Linked DNA regions of Ovis aries: region 1 is linked to region 2. A link is a contact called in public Hi-C data. All regions are on one chromosome and are shown on one strand. The core of a region is the stretch at or near the end of the contact, and the rest is flanking DNA. Distances in the headings are between cores, read along the strand shown.

The links. A called contact is a pair of places that touch in the nucleus more often than the background predicts.
Region 1: a contact with region 2 is called in a Hi-C map of liver, with 3 times the contacts expected there. The contact joins the promoter of EEPD1 here to the enhancer-like site in region 2. A contact is called at or near these places in 5 of 16 Hi-C or Micro-C datasets (blood, hypothalamus, liver and 2 more).

What each region holds. Positions count from the first base shown.
Region 1 is chr4:62,671,513-62,675,201 of ARS-UI_Ramb_v3.0, reverse strand. EEPD1 (endonuclease/exonuclease/phosphatase family domain containing 1) reads left to right here and starts at 1,924. Exons shown (of 8, transcript XM_060415022.1): 1 at 1,924-2,326; 2 at 2,787-3,689. The coding sequence starts at 2,948.
Region 2 is chr4:62,554,372-62,558,039 of ARS-UI_Ramb_v3.0, reverse strand. EEPD1 (endonuclease/exonuclease/phosphatase family domain containing 1) reads left to right here. Exons shown (of 8, transcript XM_060415022.1): 7 at 2,942-3,136. Among named protein-coding and RNA genes, the nearest start is that of EEPD1, 120 kb to the left of the region's middle. Within about 2 kb of position 1,864, at least 10 of the 54 cell types and tissues checked have an H3K27ac peak or open chromatin away from gene starts, as enhancers often do. A contact at or near this core is called in liver and tail adipose tissue, where this site is marked.

The DNA.
Region 1 (3,689 bases), core at 675-3,174, 120 kb before region 2:
CTTCTGTTTATAGGAAACAAAACCAGATTATGTTTGCTGTGCCAGTGAAGTTAATAGTTTCCCTCTTATCCTCCAAAGTGTTCTAGATTAAACAATAAAAATGTTCCAGCCCAACTAACAATGCCCCTAGGCTGTCCATCCATAGCCACAAAAGCCCATTAAGGCATTCTGATCAACAAAGATTTCTCCCTCCTCTTAAGATATTTTCAGGTTAAATTTTTTTTTTTTTCTTTATCACAACAGAATTACAGGAGGAAAGGAGTAGCATAATGTAGCCTAGTGCTAGGGTGAGGAAGCAAGTAGAGGAGATAAAGAGGGTCAGACAAGATCCTGTTGGCTTTTGGGCTGCACACAGTCATGAGGAACATAAGTAAGATCTATTCCCTGACTTTCCCCCACAAATGCCCTTTTTTTGTCTAGCTAGTTTGACTTGGATTTCTGTCATCTGCAATTAAGAGTCCCAACCAGTATACAAAGAAAGGCAACAGCGTTTTGTCAAGTCTTGCTTGGCTCACATTTCACCTCTGAAGTATCTCTGCCTTCCCTGAGAGTTTTTTTTTGCTGACCTAGCCTGAGGAATTTAAAGCAGAAACATCGGTCACATTGATTGGGGATGAAACTTCAGAGGTCAATGAACACCCAGGATCAAAGTATTCAGTGGTACCACCTCATGGTTTGTTTAGCTGAATCTCCATGGGGTCGCTAAGAGTCGGGGACGACTGAGCGACTTCACTTTCACTTTTATGCATTGGAGAAGGAAATGGCAACCCACTCCAGTATTCTTGCCTGGAGAACCCCAGGGACAGAGGAGCCTGGTGGGCTGCCGTCTATGGGGTCGCACAGAGTCGGACACGACTGAAGCGACTTAGCAGCAGCAGCAGCTCCATGTATTCGCTGTAATACAGCCGACTCTTTAATTTTTAAACTGTCGTTTAGTGGCATGATGCAAAAACCCTTCTGAATTTTGAGAAGCCAGCTTCCATTTCCAACTAGCATGTTCTTCCTCCTTAATAACTAGATTTAATTCTTACAGAAAATATCCGTATTTACTCAGAGCGCTAAACGTGCAAATGAGCAACGCAGCAAGTGACCTACGCGAACACAACTAACCGGCGGTGTCCGCCCTCTCTTAGTAGCATGGAGTTGCTAGGGTTGTATGTAAGCAGGGTAAAGGTAATACACAAGAGGAAGAAAAGAGGAGGACGAAAGAGGGCGGCGGAAGATAAAAAGTTCCCATTCAGTCCTCGAATGTTCTCAGAACACAGGCTAGGCTCCGGACCCGTAGGTGTGCCTCCCACACAGGGAGTGTCTTCGCCCTGTCCCCACTGCCCCAAAGACGGACTAAATTTGGGCTGATGGCCCGGTAGCGTTTGCCGCACCCCTAGCTGCAGCCCACCGAAAAGCTGTCGGGAGTCCCGTCTCGGGCGAGACTAAAAACCCTCTATGCCGTGCACCCAGTCTTTGGTCCCTGATAGCAACCTGAGCTCGGGGGCAGCGGACCGGAGAACAGCCTTCGGTTGACCAGCCGCTGCACGGGTGGCGTCGGCCCCGCCTCTTCAGCCTCTAAGCCTCGCCTCCACGCTCCTGGGGCCCGCCCCCTTCCGCCCAGACCCTGCTTCTGCTTTCGGGGTTCCATCACCACCTCTTCGCGCTGGGGCCAGCCCTCTCGCAGCATAGCCCCGGCTCTCACACTCTTGGGCCTTGCATTCCACCATCTCGCGTCCTGGCACCGCCCCCGCGCCCCGCGGCCCCGCCTCCTGAACATCAGGGCCCGCCCCACGCTCTCGGGTTTGACGCCCTGGTGTCCGGGCTAGAGCTCCGGCCCCGCCCCCACGTGCCCTCGGAGTCCGGGGGAGGGTTGGCGCTCACGAGGAGGCGTGGCCGTAGTGCGGGAGGAGGCGCGGGCCTGGCGGCCGGGACTTTGGCTTTGACACAGACGGCGATAGGCGGCTGCGGCTTTGGTGCTGGGCTCTGGACCGGATTCTTGCGATCCCGCGTCCAAGTCGGGGGAAGGACTTTTCGTTTGGATGAACGCAACTGCGGCAGCGCCGCCAGTCCTGGTGCAGCCGCAAGACCTGGTGCAGCCGCAGCGGCCGCATTTCACCGCCGCTGCCGCCTCCGCGAAGCCCTGCAGCTCCTGCCGGTTCTGGGAGAGCCACTCAAGAGTTTTCTCCAGCAGAAACAGCTGGGACGCGCGGCCCGGGGTGGCGTGGGAGGGATCCCGCGACCAGCCGCTGATCAGCACTTGCGCCGGCGCTGTCCCTGGCTGGGCTCAGGCTTCGGAGCCGCAGGTGGAAGGAGGACGCCCCGAAGGAGCAGCTGAGAGGTGGGGCGCTAGGAACGGCGCCGAATCTGGTAGAGGAAGATAAACCCTTTCTCCGTGCCCGCACTAGTGAGGATGGAATTCCAAAGTTGCTGGTGGTGCTGAGTGTCAGGAGCAGGGCCCGTGGGGATGCCCACTCCCTTTTGCCTGAGAGTTTAAATACGAGCGACTGGAGGCGGGGAGATGGCCCCAGTGCTGTAAGAGTTGAGAGGCAAGGAGGAGAGGTGTAGGCTGGTGGGGATAGGTCTCTTTCCAGAAGAAGCTGCTTATAGCGTTTTTGACCCTAACGTGATAAAAATTGAGCTTCACTAGAGGAAAATCCTCATGGGACAGCCCCCTTATGTGTGTTTTCTGATGTTCACAGACATCAGCCCTGGACTCCTGGCTAGGAATCCCAGCTGTAGGTAGGGAGTGCTAATGCAAACTGATTAACTGATTCAATCGATTTGTGTTTGTTTTCCAGGTGGCCAAGTGAAAGGTAGTTTTGGACACTCGGGCAGGGTTATTTAATGTTTGTCTAGGTAACCATTTCATGCCCTGAATCCTGCACCTTCCCTTCTGTGCCTGTGAGGTCTACTGGGCTTCCTCCCTAGCCAAAAGGCTTCCTGGACTCCTGATCCTGCCATGGGGAGCACGCTGGGCTGCCACCGCTCCATCCCCCGGGACCCCTCGGACCTGTCCCATAGTCGCAAGTTCAGCGCAGCCTGCAACTTCAGCAACATCCTGGTCAACCAGGAGAGACTTAACATCAACACCGCCACGGAGGAGGAGCTGATGACCCTGCCTGGGGTGACGCGCGCGGTGGCACGGAGCATTGTGGAGTACCGCGAGTACATCGGTGGCTTCAAGAAAGTGGAGGACCTGGCACTGGTCAGTGGCGTGGGCGCCACCAAGCTGGAGCAGGTCAAATTTGAGATCTGCGTGAGCAGCAAGGGCAGCTCGGCGCAGCACTCCCCCAGCTCCCTGCGGAGGGACTTGATGGCCGAGCAGCAGCCTCACCACCTGGCCGCCGCCGCTGCCGTGCCCCTCACCCCGCGTGTCAACATCAACACAGCCACCCCGGCTCAGCTCATGAGCGTGCGGGGCCTCACGGAGAAGATGGCCGTCAGCATCGTGGACTACCGCCGTGAGCACGGGCCCTTCCGCAGCGTCGAGGACCTGGTGAGGATGGGTGGGATCAATGCCGCCTTCCTGGACAGGATACGGCACCAGGTGTTTGCCGAGAGGTCCAGGCCTCCGTCCACCCACACCAACGGCGGTCTGACCTTCACCGCCAAGCCTCACCCCAGCCCCACCTCGCTAAGCTTGCAGAGTGAAGACCTAGACCTGCCTCCTGGGGGGCCCACGCAGATCATCTCCACGAGGC
Region 2 (3,668 bases), core at 615-3,114:
AGCAGAGCCGTGGAATCAGGAAGTGCTGCAACCTGCCCAAGCGGCAGCTCGGGTAAATCGATGAGCAGAGGCAGCTTGGCTCAAACAAAGACTGAACTTTATTCCACAGGCTTCTTTCTATCAGAGCAAACAGAGTCGGCTTGATTAGCAAACTCTGGACCTTTCCACCTTTGTCTGGAACGTGCGCCCAGGTTGACTGACGTCAGTGAGGGCTCAGGGTGGGGTGCCCATCCACTGATGGAATTTCAGCAAGAGTCAAACAAGGCAGGGTCATGCTTGGCATCTGAGTAAGACTTACCCCTAGTGGGGCCGGGCTCCTGCTATTGTCGCTGGCATTTTATAAATCTAGGACTCTGAGAAAGTCAGCCCCAAATATTATCCCTTCACTCCTGGAAAATGTGTGCACTCAGTAGTGTCTGATTCTTTGTGGCCCCAGAGACTAGCCTGCCAGGCGGCTCCTCTGGCCGTGGGATTCTCCAGGCACGAATACTGGAGTGGATTGCCATGCCCTCCTCCAGGGGGAATCTTCCTGACCCAGGGGTCGAACCTGCATCTTCTGGGTCTCCTGCATTGGCAAGCATGTTATTTACCACTAGGGAGACCTGGGAAGCCCTAACTCCTAGAAACTCAGTGGGTACCTGTGGAGCCCACCCTGGCGGACAGCTTCCTAGGAGAATTTAGGGCCCTGCACATCTGTGGGTTGTCAGAGGCAGGGAGTGTCTCCATGTCATCACCAAACTGCTTTAACCGAAGTAGATGAATTGTAAGAAACCTGGACAGTCCAATTCAAAATGAGCCATTATTTTCATTCCCGAAGTTACACAGAGCTTGGTTTATTGATGCCTGACACCAGCATCTCTCCTGGGTTCAGAATTTTCTTTTCTTAAAAGAAAAAAAAATATATATATATATATATATATCTTTTCTTAAAAGAAAAAAATATATATATATTTTTTGTCAGTGCCGAGTCTTCACTGTGGCACACGGGCTTTCTCTAGTTGCAGCACAAAGGCTTCTCGTTGCAGTGGCTTTTCTTGTTGTGGAGCACAGGCTGTAGGGTGTGCAGTCTTCATCAGCTGTGGCTTTGGGGCTCTAGAGCATAGCCTTAACAGTTGTGGTACGCGGGCTTAGTTGCCCCGTGGCATGTGGGATCGTCCCAGACCAGGGATTGAACCCATGTCTCTTGCACTGGCCAGTGGATTCTTTACCACTGAGCCACCAGGAAAAACCCCAGAACTGTCTTCTTTTGGCTCAAATATTTCATGTTTGTATCCTAATGAAAACCTCTCATAATATTGAAATCTTTTGTCTCAGTCTTTCCTAAGTTTTCCTTGAAATTTAATAAAGGTACATCTTTCTATTCATTCCTTTTAAAAGCTACGTTGCACCTTAATTGTGCAGTTTTCCTCACGCTTCGTTTACCATTTCTTCCGTGCGTGTTTCTCTTACGTCTGCCAGGCAGCAGGCTCTGTTCCAAGCGTGTGGGGCTTTTCCATCCTAGCTCTTTGTCCTGGATTTGAGGGCTTGGTGGCTTTGGTTAGAGCCTCAGCTTCTTACCTGCAAGAGGTCCCCAGCACACGGTGACGACTCAGTGGAGGGTCATTGACACTGGCCTCGTAGGAGTTGTTATTAGTATTATTCATAAGTTGACTTTCCTGTTGAAAGTTCGCCGTGATTTCTCAAGACCAGCTTAGTTGGGCTCGCCCTGCTTTGGGTGCCAGGGTTGTTAGGCTCTAGCATGAGGGTCAGATGCCTCTCTGTCGGTCATACAGTGGCTGCAGGAAGGGCTTCCTTCCATCCCCTTCCCTCCCCTCAGGCCCCCTGGGAGAGGGTGTCATGTGCAGAACGTGAGTGCCCTCTGCTGGTGGCTTGTGTCATTTCACTTTGGATTTCTTAATCTCACGACTGAGCGACTTCCCTTTCACTTTTCACTTTCATGCATTGGAGAAGGAAATGGCAACCCACTCCAGTGTTCTTGCCTGGAGAATCCCAGGGACATGGGAGCCTGGTGGGCTGCCGTCTATGGGGTCACACAGAGTTGGACACAACTGAAGTGACTTAGCAGCAGCAGCAGCCCTTGTTATTGATGTGTATTCAAGTCCACGAAGATTTGTTGAGTGTCTCAGATGCATTTGGCCCTTGGTTATGAACTGCTTTCTTTAAAGCTTTCCTTGCAATGTTTCTCCCTGTGATAACGTGGCTCTCCTGAGGGGAGCTTCGAGACAGGAAGTGATGGTCAGGCAGTGGACGGGAATCCCAGGGAGCCAAGTTGGGTCTCACTGTCCTTTTCTGAATGTCTCCTCACTTGGGAAAATACTTCATAACTATCCCACTTACTCTTGTAAATCAAACTAGAGTTTGAGAGAGCTGTTGAAAATACTTTAAAGTATTTTGCCCTATATTAGTGTGCTGGGGTTCCATAACAAAACACCACAGACTGGATGGCTTAAACAACAGGCATTTATTTTCTTACAGTCCTGAAGGCTAGGAAGTCCATGATCAAGGTGTTGGCAGGGTCGGTTCCTTCTGAGGCCTCTCCTCGGCTTACAGATGACTGTCTTCTTCCTGTGTCTCCACTCGGGCTTCCTTCTGTGCTCAATAAATGTTTGTTGAGCTTTTGTTAACGATCTGGGCAAGACCCTTAGGGCCTTTCTGTGCTACGAGATTCGGAACCCATGATCCAGAACAGAGGTGATGTTGACATCACACCAACCTAATGTGTCACTAACCTACTCTGGGAGCTTGGGTGTGGGGTCGGGGGGCGGTGAGGGGGTGTTGCACAAGGAACTTGGAAGAATTGGGAGAATAAGAACCATGCCACAGTCCTAATCCTGGAGAGTCAGATCAGACACTCACGATCCTACTTAAATGAGTGGTGGTCAGTGCTGGGTTAACTTCCCACCACCTCTTACATTTCTGAATTTCTCTCTTCCACTTCTAGGAGAAAAAGACGTGATAGTTTTAGGGGATTTTGGCCAGGGGCCAGACAGCAGTGACTATGATATCTTGAGGAAAGAAAAATTCCACCACCTGATCCCCGCACACACCTTTACCAACATCAGCACCAAGAATCCTCAAGGCTCGAAGACTCTGGACAACATCTGGATCAGTAAAAGCTTAAAGAAGGTTTTCACAGGTAAAGCACACGTGCTGTTCAGAAACAGGGAGAGTCACCTGTCTGAGCTGGCAGTTCACGATTGTCTGGTTTGAGCGAGAGTCAGGAGTGACCTTCCCTCCTCTGCAGGCATTTATGAGGTTACTGTTGAGGCGGCTGTATAATTATCTTTCACACAGAGCCACTTTTAAGAGTGAAGGGGTTCTGAAAACTAAGTAAAAGGCATTCACTGACCTACATCAGGGACAAAGCAGATGCGTGCCGGGCAGACCTGGCTATCGACTGGTAGCGCTGGGTCGCTGCTGCGAACTTGCTCTGCTGCGCTGAGTAGGGGCCACCCTCTAGTTGTGGCGCGTGGGCTTCTCCCTGCAGTGCTTCCTCTTGTAGGGCACGGGTTCCAGGGCACGTGGGCTTCAGGAGTGTGGCTCACGGGCTCTAGAGCGTGGGCTCAGCAGTTGTAGTACACGGGCTCAGTTGCCCTACGACTTGTGGAATCTCTCTAGACCAGAATTCAAACCCATGTCCCTTACATTGGCAGGTGGATTCTTATCCA